Regions from separate parts of the Mus musculus genome. Here region 2 is linked to region 1. Evidence: chromatin contacts called from public HiChIP or PLAC-seq data. All regions are on one chromosome and are shown on one strand. Each heading gives the region's core, a stretch centred on a gene start, on an enhancer-like site or on the middle of the called end of the contact. The rest is flanking DNA. Distances are from core to core; before and after follow the strand shown. Region 1 overlaps Znrf1 (zinc and ring finger 1). Region 2 overlaps Cfdp1 (craniofacial development protein 1).

Region 1 (6,020 bases), core at 434-2,933:
TGCTGGTGTCAGGCAAATCAGGGACATTGGCTCTTTCTACCCTCACCTCAAAACCTGATGCCAAGCGAGGGAGAGTGAGGCAGAGGGACTGGATCCCAGCTCCAGAGTGCAGGTCCAGAATGCCGCCGCCGGCATGATGTTTGGCTTCCAATGGGCCTGCCTGGACTGAACCAGATGCCCCAGCCAACCAGCCTGGTCTCAGGGGGACACAAGCTGCTGCCACCGTGCGATGGAGCGGCAACTCTCAGCAAGATGAAGCGGGACTGACTTCTTCCGACCCACACAGGGACAGCCAGCCCCTGTTCCTGGGAGGAGGCTCCTCGGACACTGGACAGAGCTGAGCTTGGGACACCAGAGAGAACAGGGCACCCTTCTGCACTGACTTCCAGAAAATGGTCCTCCCTGAGGACACCCAGTGGATGAGAGAAGAATGAATTGACCTCTATCCTTCCCCTCACCCTCGACCCAGGAGGGAAAGGGCATTTTCTTTTTCACCTTTGAAAGGCGTTGTGGGTCTGTCTTTAAAAAGTGTTTACAAACAACAAAAAATTCTATAAAAAAGTCTTGTGTCGACTGGTGTTTTCCCTTGTGATGTTTACAGCCTGCTGTTTGCTGCCCAGCTAAAAACCACTCATGACAGAAGCAAGCATAGCCATGTCCTGACCCTAGCGCTCTGATGGCAGGTGGGCAGGCGGGCACACGTTAGTCCCTCTGCCCAGCGCCCCAGTTGGCTCTCTGCATCACTAACCTTTCTACCTTTGGGGATTCGTTTTTTTTTTGTTTTCTTGTTCTTCTGTCCCATTTTTCTGGCTTGGTTTTGCACTTTTCTCCCCTTAAATTTCCTTGATTTCCTTGCCAAAAAAGAGGAAGATGAAGAGCCCATCGTGGACACTTGCCCTCCCCCAGCCCCGAGTCTCCCCTGCCTTTCCTCCTGGATCTGATCCCATCAGAGGATTTAATAATCACAAATACACTGAAAAAAAAAATGCCTGGACATTTTTCCAAGGCCCCTGTGATTTTTTTTTCCCCCTGAGGAAATTTAGACTTAGCTAAAGGACTGTGTGCTGCAACCCCCATTTTCAGGCGCACGGAAATATTTTAGCCATTCACACATGACATCAGCCCATGCAGGATAGGTTTCTGTATTTATATATTAAAATCCAAAAAAAAAAAATTACAAAAATGTTTTAAAACTGTTCAAAGCTTAGGAGAAAAGCTTATCAGTCAAGGTGTTTTGATATGGTATTAAAATAGTGTGTAACAAAAGATGCACCGTGTGATTTATTTTAATGAAGTGTTGTTACACAATCAAGGTGGAAGGCAAATGCCAGTTCCCTCTGTCCACCTCTCAGCCCACACCCCCTCCCTCAGCACCTGTAATGGCTTAGCCACTCCTGGGCAGAGGCTCTACATAGTGGCTCGGCTGTGTCTTTGAAGTTTATAAATTCTTAAGCATCATGGAGTGATTGTCAGTCTTCTGTCATCTCTGGTTGTGATAGGATGCTACTGGAATGATATTCAGGGGCAAAGCTCTTACAGCCACCAGAGGATACAGGCACCTGGAGATGCCAGCCCAGTCCGTTTGCTTTTCAGAGCCTCTGCCCCCCTCCCTACCCTCTGCTTGCCTGTTGCTCCGTGCAGAGCCAAGTGCTGACTCATGGGCATGCTTCTCTGAGGCCCCGGAAAAGGCCCTGCTCTGGGCTTCTTCCAGCTCACAGTCCTTGAACCAGAACCAGCCACTCAGCCTCATACAAGTTAGCAAATTGCAGGCTGGGCAGGAAACCTCGGGGCAGAGCAGCAGTGCATACCTGCCTGTCTTCTAGCCAGGCTCCAGGAGCTGCATTTCAGGGCCTCCTGCAGAGCCAGCTAAGGGAAGCTCTGGAGGGAGATGGCACCACCTCTCTACCATGACCATTTCCAGACCTGCCCCTTGTACTGCTGTGTCAGGGCCCAGTCCCAGCAGGCCCACAAGTTTGGACTATGCTACCACCCTTGCCCTCAGATGCGTCCTGAAGCAATTGCTCTGTGCAAGGACATGTGTTGGAGGCCAGTGGGCATGTGGGCACCAAGGCAGGGAGGCAAGTTCAGAGAACTAAGAGTGCTTTATTTAGAGCCTGAGTGTCAGACGCCTCAGGACCTGAACTGTAAGCACTGTCAATGGCCAGAAACTGGGCTCTTGTCTGTACTGGGGCACTTTACTTCTTGGTGGAACCGTGAACTCGATCCCTTGCATGTGAAGTGGGGACAGGGTCATGCGGCTCGGTTCAGTTTGTGTCGGGGATCTGCCCCAAAGGCCTGGCACATGCGCAGCAGGCTTCCTTGTAGCTATGTCACTGCAAAGGGCACTGTTCTATTCCCAGCACCTCCAGCTTCTGCCTGGCACCTGTGTCTCCCCGTTCTATATATAATCCTACCAGCAGAGCTGGCGGGCCAGGGCCCAGCCCGCAAAGAGATCTCCTTGTCTGACCCCCGGGCCTGGAGACAGGCTTTGTGTGCCCACCTTGGCTGTGTGAGCTCGGCTGCCCTGGCAGTGCTGTGGCTGAGTCCCGTGGTTGAGTTGGTTGGGGCGGCGCTGAGCCCCACACCGGGTGCTATTCTAGGCTCTCTAGGCTGGTGCTCATCCCATCCCCAGTGACTTCCGCCCCCACCTGGCACACCAAAGCCCTCTGTTGGCTGTCATGTCCTCTGAATTTGGACCCAGATTGCCAGTGCCTGGTGTGAGGGGTGGGTGGGACTGGGCTTGTCTGGGCTTCCCAAGGTGGCACTTGTGTGTGTCACCTTTTATCCAGACAGCCCTCCAGAATCCTGTGTTGTTCGTTCCTACTCTGCCTTTCTGAGAAGGAAGAAAATCCGGAAGAGCCAAGGGATGGGTTCTTCCCCTTAGCTCTGAGGAGCCCAGAAAGCCTTCTGAGAGCTCCAGGAGCCCCTTTTGAAAACCACCCATCTAAGCCATTTAATAGTATTGAAACTCATAGGAGAATGTCCTCCTTAGGAGACAGTGGCTGAAATATATAGTTGAATGATTTCAAGAAATGTATAATCTAATCCCATATGGTCTCCCCTCCCCCAAAATATACAAAGCAAATAAGGCAAAAATGTCCATTGTTGAATCTTCAACGACTGATATTTCAGTGAATATAGTGTATTTGTTCTTTCAACTTTTTCTGTATGTTTGGGATTTTCTTTAATAAAAGAAATTGTGGGGAAATGGCTGTGTATTGAGTTTCCCATTATTGGAGGGTGTATGTAGGAGCCCTGCCCAGTGGAACTCAACTTGGGAGGACTTGAGGTGAACAGACTGTCTGGGGGTGAGGGGGGTTCACTGGCGATATTTCTCAATGGTGAATTCGGGACTGGTGTTTGGGTTTCTTCATCCTGAAGTAGTTTGGGAGCAAGCCAAAGAATCATGAGACAGACCTGAAGTTGGACTAAGAAAGTGTCAGGGTGGGGGGCAGGAGGCTGCTTCTTCCTTTTTTTTTTCCAACCCAAGTACCTAGCAGTAGAGAAGATGGTACTACAGTTGACTGGGACCCACAAGGGTAAAATGCCTAGAGACTGGCCACCCTAAAAGTGTCTGCTAGGTTTCTGGTGTTGCGCGCCCTCTCGTGGACTTCTGGGGAACAACTGCAAGTACCTCCAGACCAGGGCTCTGACCAGGGAGTCTCAAAACTGCCAGGCCCCAAAGTAGGCAAGACCCTGACTTTGAAAGTAAGCGCTGGTGGATAGAGCTTTATACCATGGATAGGGATGGGACACAGTAGGTTAGTTCATCTGTATTTCTATTGTCCACCATAACAGCTTGAAGAAGGTGCTTCAGTTTCCTGGTGGGGAAGCTGTCAGGTGACCTCCACCACTGGCAGGTCTCCTGCCTCAGGTATGCAAAAGCAGAGGGGCTGGGACTGACTTTCTTCCAAAACTTGAACTCCATCCCCTCCCCAGGCTACAGTTAGTCTGGGGATGGGCCCAAAACAAATGCTTTTTAGCCCAAGGTCAAGAGACCTAGAGGGGGAAAGGATGCAGCTGCAAACGGGGCTCACGTGACCAAAGAGCCGGCCCAACAGTGCCGGATGGAACGGTCCTCCCTCCCTCTGCAAGGAAAGGAACGCTCCTGTCATCATATATACAGGGTGAGTCATGATGCAGGGCACCAGCAGAGGAGAGGCCCCCACAGACGGATCTGGGATCTGATCTTAGCTTGGAGTAGATCCACACCACCTCTGCCAGCCAGGAAGACACCCCACTGGGAAACACCCTGGGTTTTCTACCGGAGTAAAAGGCTCCTAAGAACAAGGGTAGCAGCTTTCTGTGAGAGAGTCCAGCTCCCTCACCTTCATCTTGAGCCCCAGCTACAGAGGCTACCTGGCAGGCATAGATAGATAGATAGATAGATAGATAGATAGATAGATAGCATCAGCCCTTCCATTTCGTGCTCGATCGTTGGCATGAAGGAAAAGACCAGAACAGGGGCGGGCTTTGTGTTCTGGAGATTGCCAGCCAAGGGTTACACATTCCTCATAGCACTTTGCCTGGGTTCATGAGACCACGGGGATCCAGTGTGTTTTTGAGCTGCCGCATGGTCTCCACGCCCACGGGGCCCACTTCCTCTTGGAGCAGCTGTCGCTTGCCCAGTCCGATGCCATGTTCTCCAGTGCATGTCCCACCGAGTGCCAGGGCCCGCCTAGGAAGCCAATTGAAGGAACCCCCAGCACTCCTCCCTCAGCCTCCGCCCTCCCCAGCCCCCAACCCTCCCCGGTACAGTCCTCACCTGCCCAGATTTTCTGCAAAGGCCTTGACCCTCCTCTGCTCCTCTGCATCATCTGGGTCGACCAGGAGGATGCAGTGAAAGTTGCCATCACCCACATGCCCAACGATGGCTCCTAGGGGCCCAGAGAACAGTAAGTGTCGCCTCTAGTCTCCTTGCCCAGGCCTTGGCTAACCCCAGCGCCTCCCAGACGGCAGTGAAGTAGAACAAAACCTGTGAGTTTTGAAGCTTTAATCTCCTCCTTGGTCTCTACCAAGATCTCTGGCAGCCGGGAGATGGGTACACACACGTCCGTGGAATAGGCCTGAATCGGAAGGCAAGCCTGTGTGATTCCCCCCATCACCCACTGCCTACCCAAAGTTAAGGGATCACTGTGGTCAAGCCTAGGACCAATCCAAGGGGTCTTGATGTCGCGGAGTGACACATCTGACCCACTGGTCTTCTTCGCTAGCCCAGGTCTTCACTACTCCCCTGGATCTAAGCCTGGACCCCATGCAGGGTCCCAGCAGCCCCACCCTTCTGAACTTCTGCATAATCTGCCCAGCCGTCCCATCTAGCTAGACTGCCTCCTTCCTCTCCATTTCTTCCCCAGGAGGCCCTTCCAATGTTTAGAATTCCTAAGTGCTCAACACTATACCTGAGGCTGACTTGTGAACTCCTAAGTTTGGAGCAAATTAACAGTTCTTTCTCTCTAGACTCTGGAATAGCTGGGTGCAGTGGTCTATAGCCCCTTGTCCTCACACCCACTCAGCCAGCCCTTGGTGGGCCTCAGTCTTCTCTATGTGAGTGGGTAGATCCCACCTCCAGCCCCAGCTTCAGCTCACCTTACTTCCTGGACTCAGGGCCAAGGCTGCATACCAAGCATTGTGCCGCGCTGCCCAAAGTTCATTGCGCTTTTCGGCCTCCTTGGCCCAGGAGAAGTGAGAGCCACCATTATCCTGAGTGATTGCCTCTGTAGTAGGCACAGAAAGGCTGATGGTTAGACCCCTACACTGGGACAGCCTCAGACCTCACAGCGCCGTGTCCCCGGCGCACCTGTGCGCTGCAGCTGTTCCGCCAGTGTCTGCTGGGAACCGTGGAACTCCAGGAAAAGCGTGGGTGCCACGGGGCAGTTAAGTTTGCTGTGTCTGTTGCAGGCATCCATCATGACATCATCTAGGAACTCTGGAACCAGGGAGAGGGCTGATCAGGTGAGGCCTGGCCTTCTAAGGGGGCCTTTTCGGTGGAACCCACCCCCCTGGCTCACCAATGCGAGCCA
Region 2 (6,085 bases), core at 3,231-5,730, 150 kb after region 1:
TATGCTGCTAATTAATCTACTGAGGGAGCAAAATTGTCATTAAAAATGGAAGACATAATTGAATCTCTGCACTAATTTTTCTTTGTTGCACCATGGAAAATGTGCATCTGTCACTACAAGGTTATCACAGTCACGGTGAGAGTGTAACCAGTTCCGGGAACCTGTGTTCTTCACCGGGTTCAGGCCCTGTTTGCCTGCCCTTCAGCACCCTGAAGAAAGCACAGTCTATTGCATCTGCTTGCCAGCCGAGCCTGTGGCTACTAACAATCCACACGAGGACTGGTCAGAAAACGGTTCTTAGGCCAGAGGGCTAAATTAGAATCTTGTCACTCACTGTGTGTGCAGTATAAACTTAGCAGTTCTAACAAAGTTATGTATGTATAGTGTTTGCACACACACACACACACACTCACTTCCCAGTACTGATGAGGCTGAGATAATAAGACCAATGTGAGTTTGGGACCAGCCTGGGCTAGAGACCACTCCTACATTTTTACTTTTTATTTCTGGAGACAGGGTTGCATATGCTTCAGGCCACAAGCTTCTGTCTTTACCTTCGTAGTGGCTAAGATTATGTGTATGAACCCCTGTGCCTGTCTTTTTTTTTTTTAAAGATGTATTTATTATTATATATAAGTACAATGTAGCTGACTTCAGATGCACCAGAAGAGGGCATCAAATCTCATTATGGGTGGTTGTGAGCCACCAGGTGGTTGCTGGGATTTGAACTCATGACCTTCAGAAGAGCAAGTCAGTGCTCTTACCCACTGAGCCATCTCGCCAGCACCCCCCCCCCCCCCCCGTGCCTGTCTCATGTGATGCTGGGACTTTTGTACATACTAGGCAAACTTTATACCAACCATATCCCCAGATCCCAAAATACTGCCTTAGGAAAACAGCACAAAGCACCCAAACCCAGAAAGCCTAACCCTCCTGACTGAAGGGCTGCTATGAGGAGTAAATGAAATAGTGTATCAACAATGCTTAGTATGGAGCATGATCCAATGAAGTGGCAGCTAAGACTGTCACTATGATTTTAGGCAGCCAGCTTCCATCAGGGTCCCGAGGACAGCAGATGGCCCAAGTTGGGATGTGTGCCGTCTGAAACTAGTAACTACCATCTGGTCTGGATCAGGAATTAGGCTGTGGTGTCAAAACTGTCAACAAGGCCAGAATAGCAGGAACACACAATAATGCTGTGCTTAGGTTTGACACAAGTCTCTTGGGTCAAAGTTGTTATATTTAGTCAGTGAAAATAAAGGAGACCCAGTTAGATCTGAAATTCAGATTCCCTCGCAGAGAGTGGGGGCAGATACTGTATATGCTCCTTCAGATAAAGGCACAGAATGGGGACCTGGGTGAGGAGGTGTGGACACACAAACAACACAATGTGGCAGCCTGAGGCCGTCAGGCATGGCTGCTTAGAAAATGAACTGAGGTCTGCACTGACTCCCTACCCTGGATCTGGACCCACAGGACTGGCAGTGCTGTGTAAGTATCACACGTGGGTGTTTGAGGACAGAGCTCTCAGGCTATCTGCTAGGAGACCAGGTCAGAGAAGAAGAGATCCTTACATTGAGATGTTTACCATGTATGGATAAGGGCTTGTGTGTGTCCACAGGACCTGGAGTCTACCAAGAGCAAAGTCCAGAATAGATGCTAAGGGGGCGGCAGCAACAAGTTACAATCACAGATGCAACTCAGTTCTCAGGAAGTCCACTGAAGATCAAGACAGCCACTGGCAGCTGCTAAGAGGATCCTGTGACAGCTTGCTCTATATCCAAGAGGTGAACCAGAGACAAACCTTTCGTTGGCCATGGACTTGCTGAAGCACAGAAGCCGACAAGGCGCTGAGGGCGAGGCTGACTTTGATATCTACTCTCGGTGCTTTGGGAGAGGTGTTAATTTTTGAACTTATTGTGGTTTTTCTTTCTTTTCTATAAAGCAGAAATAAAAATGTAAATGCTCTTCCGTGGATGCAATGAAACTGAGAAGTGCCTTAGAAGACAGCCACGGGAGCGACAGCCACATGAGCGGCTTTGGGTTCGGGTTCTTGCTTCTCATCAATGTAATCACACCCACTTCCTGCAAGGCCTCAGACAGGAGATTTGGAATAGAGACCAAGCCTGGAAATGCTCCCAAGGCTGCCTGAAGGCCACCTGAGGGTTCACCTACTTCAACTGGGCCACGGGAGTTTCCAGGAACTTTAATTAGGCCGCAGTTCCAGAACAGCCCCGCTGGCTGACAAGCATGATGGGAATTATGGTTCTTGCTGTCTTTCTGGCCCGTGCCCAACCCTCAATCAGACTGACCTACAAGGAAACCTAGGGCTGAAGGGGTGGGCGTCCTCTACTGTTATGCTTTTATGGCCCATTTAAGTAGCAGCAGATTTCTTATTTTATTGATTTATTAATCAATTTAAAGATTTACTTAGCTGGGCGTGGTGGCACATGCCTTTAATCCCAGCACTCGGGAGGCAGAGGCAGGTGGATTTCTGAGTTTGAGGCCAGCCTGGTCTACAAAGTGAGTTCCAGGACAGCCAGGGCTATACAGAGAAACCCTGTCTTGAAAAACCAAACCAAACCAACAAACAAACAACAGCAACAGCAGCAGCAAACAAAAACAAAAACAACCCCCCCCCCCAAACAAAAGATTTCCTTGTTTATGCATATGAGTACTCTATTTGAAGGTATGCCTGCATGACAGATGAGGGCATCAGATCCCATTGGGTGTGAGCCACCATGTGGGTGCTGGGAATTGAACTAAGGACAGCCAGTGCTCTTAACCATTGAACCATCTCTCTAATCCCTGTCCATCTGTCAGTCAAGAAAGGCTTTTCTCAAAAGAAAAAAAAAAGCTTTCTCTGTATAGCTCTGGCTGTCTAAGAACTCCCTATATAGACTAGGTTGGTCCCAAACTCATAAAGATTAGCCTACCTCTGCCTCCCCAGTGCTGGGATTAAAGGTATGGGCTACCACACCTGGCAAAGCAAGCAATCTTTATTATCATTAACAAAATATGCTAATAGCATCAAAACCCTAGGTGGTATTCTAGTTTTCCTTTTCAGAGTCAGGTTATACACAGGAGGCTCTGCCCTCTTTCCAGTCTTCCCCGAGATTCAGGACACTGGGTAGGAAGAGCAGGGAGTACTATCAGGGAAGATGTCAGCACCTATTGTCAGAGACCCACGCCTGGCCAGTGTCACGGCTGGCACTGTTACTTGTGCTATAGTGCTGGCGCCTGCGTGTATTTGGTGCCACACAAACGGCTCAGTATCCATCAACCTCAGCTCTTGGTGGGTAACAGAAGTGCTAAGACTCAGCACATCCTGGGGTAGCCCCGACAAGGCAGGATTTCTCCACTCTGGGAATGCAACTGAAAGATGCAAACTGCCAGGCCTGGGCTTGGCCCTGAAGCCAACATATCTCATATCACTGCAAGGCTTCGATGATCCTGGGAGACAGACTCCTGATAGATTCTTCAGAGAATAAAATTTAGCAGTCCCTCCTTCGCATTGTCCAAATGATCAAATACTTGATTTCCAAATCACTGAGCTCTGTAACCTTCGGCTTAACTGGACAGAGAGCAGCAGCCAAGACCGAGCCAGTGTTTCTCATCACTGTGCATTTTATATATTGATTCTCTCTCTTCCATGCGGGGCCTCTGCCTTGGCATTATTTGGAAAGCTACCTGTGTGGTTAGTTAGCAGAGCTGGAGAAAGCCATGCTCAACACTTGAACAAACTCAGCTAACAACCTGTCTCTGGGATAGCACTTCATCCTGCTGACTAAAAATGCTATACAAACCCTATTCTCATCTGTTACGCTGGACTTTTCTGATACTGCCAGGCTGCAGGACAAAGCCGGGCATCTGCTAGCTAGCGCATCGGGCATTTAGACACTGCAGTGGTGTGTATCTTCTCTGGGGGCTTACTGCACAGTAATAAAACCTAACAGTGGTGATATGACTAAGGGGTGGAGCTATTCCAGATTAGCTTTCTTAGGGGAGGTACACTACAGAGGGAGGGGCTCTAAGGCTGGATTGCAGCAAGCAGCTGGAGAAGCTGACAGAGATCAGCAGGAAAGGCCCTTTTCTTTTGAGTCACTGGCAGAAAATGGTGGGTAAGTCTCAGAACCAGTGTTTGCTTGGGGAGGAAGAAGAGAACAGGAAGTGAAAAGGCACCTGAGAGACTTGGGGATACCTCCAAGCAATCCTGCACACCACTGTGGAAAATGTTCCCAAAGAGCTGGATAGACAGAAATGAATAACGCATCCAGTTTTCCAGTAGGGTCTGAGTCTGGGGATGATCAGTTAAGTGGGAGAAAAGAATTATAAGCAGAGGCCTGGGAGGAGGCAGGCATTTTGTCCATTTGTTCTACTCCCCTAATACCCCAAGAGGCACAGGGAAAGGCTCCCTCTGTACAGTTGACTAAACTGGGGCCAGGGCCTCTCATTAGTTCTTTGTTGCTGAGGCAACACTGACCACAGCCAGCAGATAAACCACAGCAGCAGGTTTGTTTGTTTTACAAGTAGGAGTCCATTACAGAGTAAGCCAAGGCAGGAACTCAAGGCAGGCACCCAGAGGCAGGATCTGAATGAGAGGGCTAGGATTAAAGGTGTATTACACTGGGGTGGGGTGGGAACAGGGGTGGTGGTTTGAATAGCTGTGATCCCCACAGACTCACTGTGTTTGAATGGTGGGCCACAGGGAGTGGCACTATTAGGTGTAGACTTGTTGGACTGGGCGTGACCTCGTGGGCAGCTATAAGCAGCCCAGTGTGTGTGCTAGGAATTACACTCCGGTCTTCGGTCTTCGGGAAGAGCAGCAGGCACTTTAAACCACAGAAGCAGCTCTGGTCCTACTTACATCCTTTTTTTGGTACCTCCATTAACCTCTAGTTGTTGCTGTTGCTATTTTTGATTCCAACATAAATAGACGTCTCTTCTGTGCACTCTTCTGTGATCTGCTTTTTTCAACACTCATCTACTGGTTTTGCCTGCTTTGACCTTCATTTAAGTAGAGTCACAGCCTGCTTCCTACTCTATGTGTTGATGTTTCTGGGATTTATCTACGTCCATTCCCATTGCTAGGCAGTAGCCCATGGTGTAGACAGATGATATTTGATTTAACTGTAACACTACTGACAGACCTTTGGGTTGTTCCTTGTTTTGGATGGTGTTCATATTGTTGGTACATACCTGCAGTTCTCCAGGGAATAAAATTAAAAGTGAACTGAATTATGAACATTACCATTATTATAGATGTGACTAACTTTAAGAATGCTGAGCTGATCACAGTAAGTGGTGCTTTCCAGTTTAACCATCTACCTCTCAGATGTTTAACACATGAAGAGACTGCCTCTTTAATAACTGGTAATACTCTTGTTTAAAATCTACTTTGTCTAACATGAATGTCAGGGTATCAGTTTTCTTTTGGTTAGTACTTGCATAGTTCATCTTTTTTCTAACCTTTTTATGTTCAACATTTCTTCATTCCACATTTCACATCAATCTTTTTAAAACAGCAAATTACGGTTTGATTTAAAAAAATTTAATCCGTTAATTTCTGACTTTTAATTGGAATATTTAGTTTATTTACATTAAATAAAAATGTGAATAATCTAATAAATGTAGTCTTAAATCTACCATCCTACGTGCTAGAGTGATGGCTCAGCCAGTATTGCTATTGTTGAGGACCCAAATTCTGTTTCTACCTACGCTGGGTGGCTTACAACTGCCTGTAATTCCAGTTCCAGAGGATCTGAAACATGTGTACACATCCATAGGGCACACATAGACATAATTAAAAATAAAACGAAAACCCTAAACCCATCCTATTATGCGCTATTTTTCTCGCTGGTCCAAGGTTAGCCTAGAATTCCCTAAGTAATCAAGGCTGGGCCTTGACCTTCTGATCCTTCTGCTCCACGTCCAAAGTGCTTCATGCCAAACAGGCCAGTCTCTACCAAATGAGCTATACCCCGTCTCAGTTTCTGAAACAACCTCACTAAGTAGAGAACTTTAATTTTTTATTACTATTTTATGTGTTTTGCTTAAATGTATATTAAAGGGGCTGGAGAGATGG

Evidence for each region. HiChIP or PLAC-seq counts read pairs in DNA pulled down with a chosen protein or histone mark.
Region 2: a contact with region 1 is called in a FOXA1 HiChIP or PLAC-seq map of pancreatic cancer cells. The contact joins two enhancer-like sites. A contact is called at or near these places in 1 of 484 Hi-C or Micro-C datasets (liver), 2 of 115 datasets of contacts at active chromatin or transcription factors (double positive thymocytes and pancreatic cancer cells) and 2 of 9 other capture datasets (liver and pancreatic islet).

Annotation. Positions count from the first base shown.
Region 1 is chr8:111,622,513-111,628,532 of GRCm38.p6, forward strand. Znrf1 (zinc and ring finger 1) reads left to right here. Exons shown (of 4, transcript NM_133206.4): 4 at 1-3,208. It overlaps Ldhd (lactate dehydrogenase D), which reads right to left. Exons shown (of 11, transcript NM_027570.4): 6 at 6,009-6,020; 7 at 5,798-5,926; 8 at 5,587-5,714; 9 at 4,976-5,066; 10 at 4,766-4,877; 11 at 3,099-4,678. The coding sequence ends at 4,513. Among named protein-coding and RNA genes, the nearest start is that of Ldhd, 4.8 kb to the right of the region's middle. Within about 2 kb of position 1,684, at least 153 of the 459 cell types and tissues checked have an H3K27ac peak or open chromatin away from gene starts, as enhancers often do. A contact at or near this core is called in pancreatic cancer cells, where this site is marked.
Region 2 is chr8:111,770,076-111,776,160 of GRCm38.p6, forward strand. All of the region lies in intron 6 of Cfdp1 (craniofacial development protein 1), which reads right to left. Among named protein-coding and RNA genes, the nearest start is that of Gm39252, 18 kb to the left of the region's middle. Within about 2 kb of position 4,481, at least 9 of the 459 cell types and tissues checked have an H3K27ac peak or open chromatin away from gene starts, as enhancers often do. A contact at or near this core is called in pancreatic cancer cells, where this site is marked.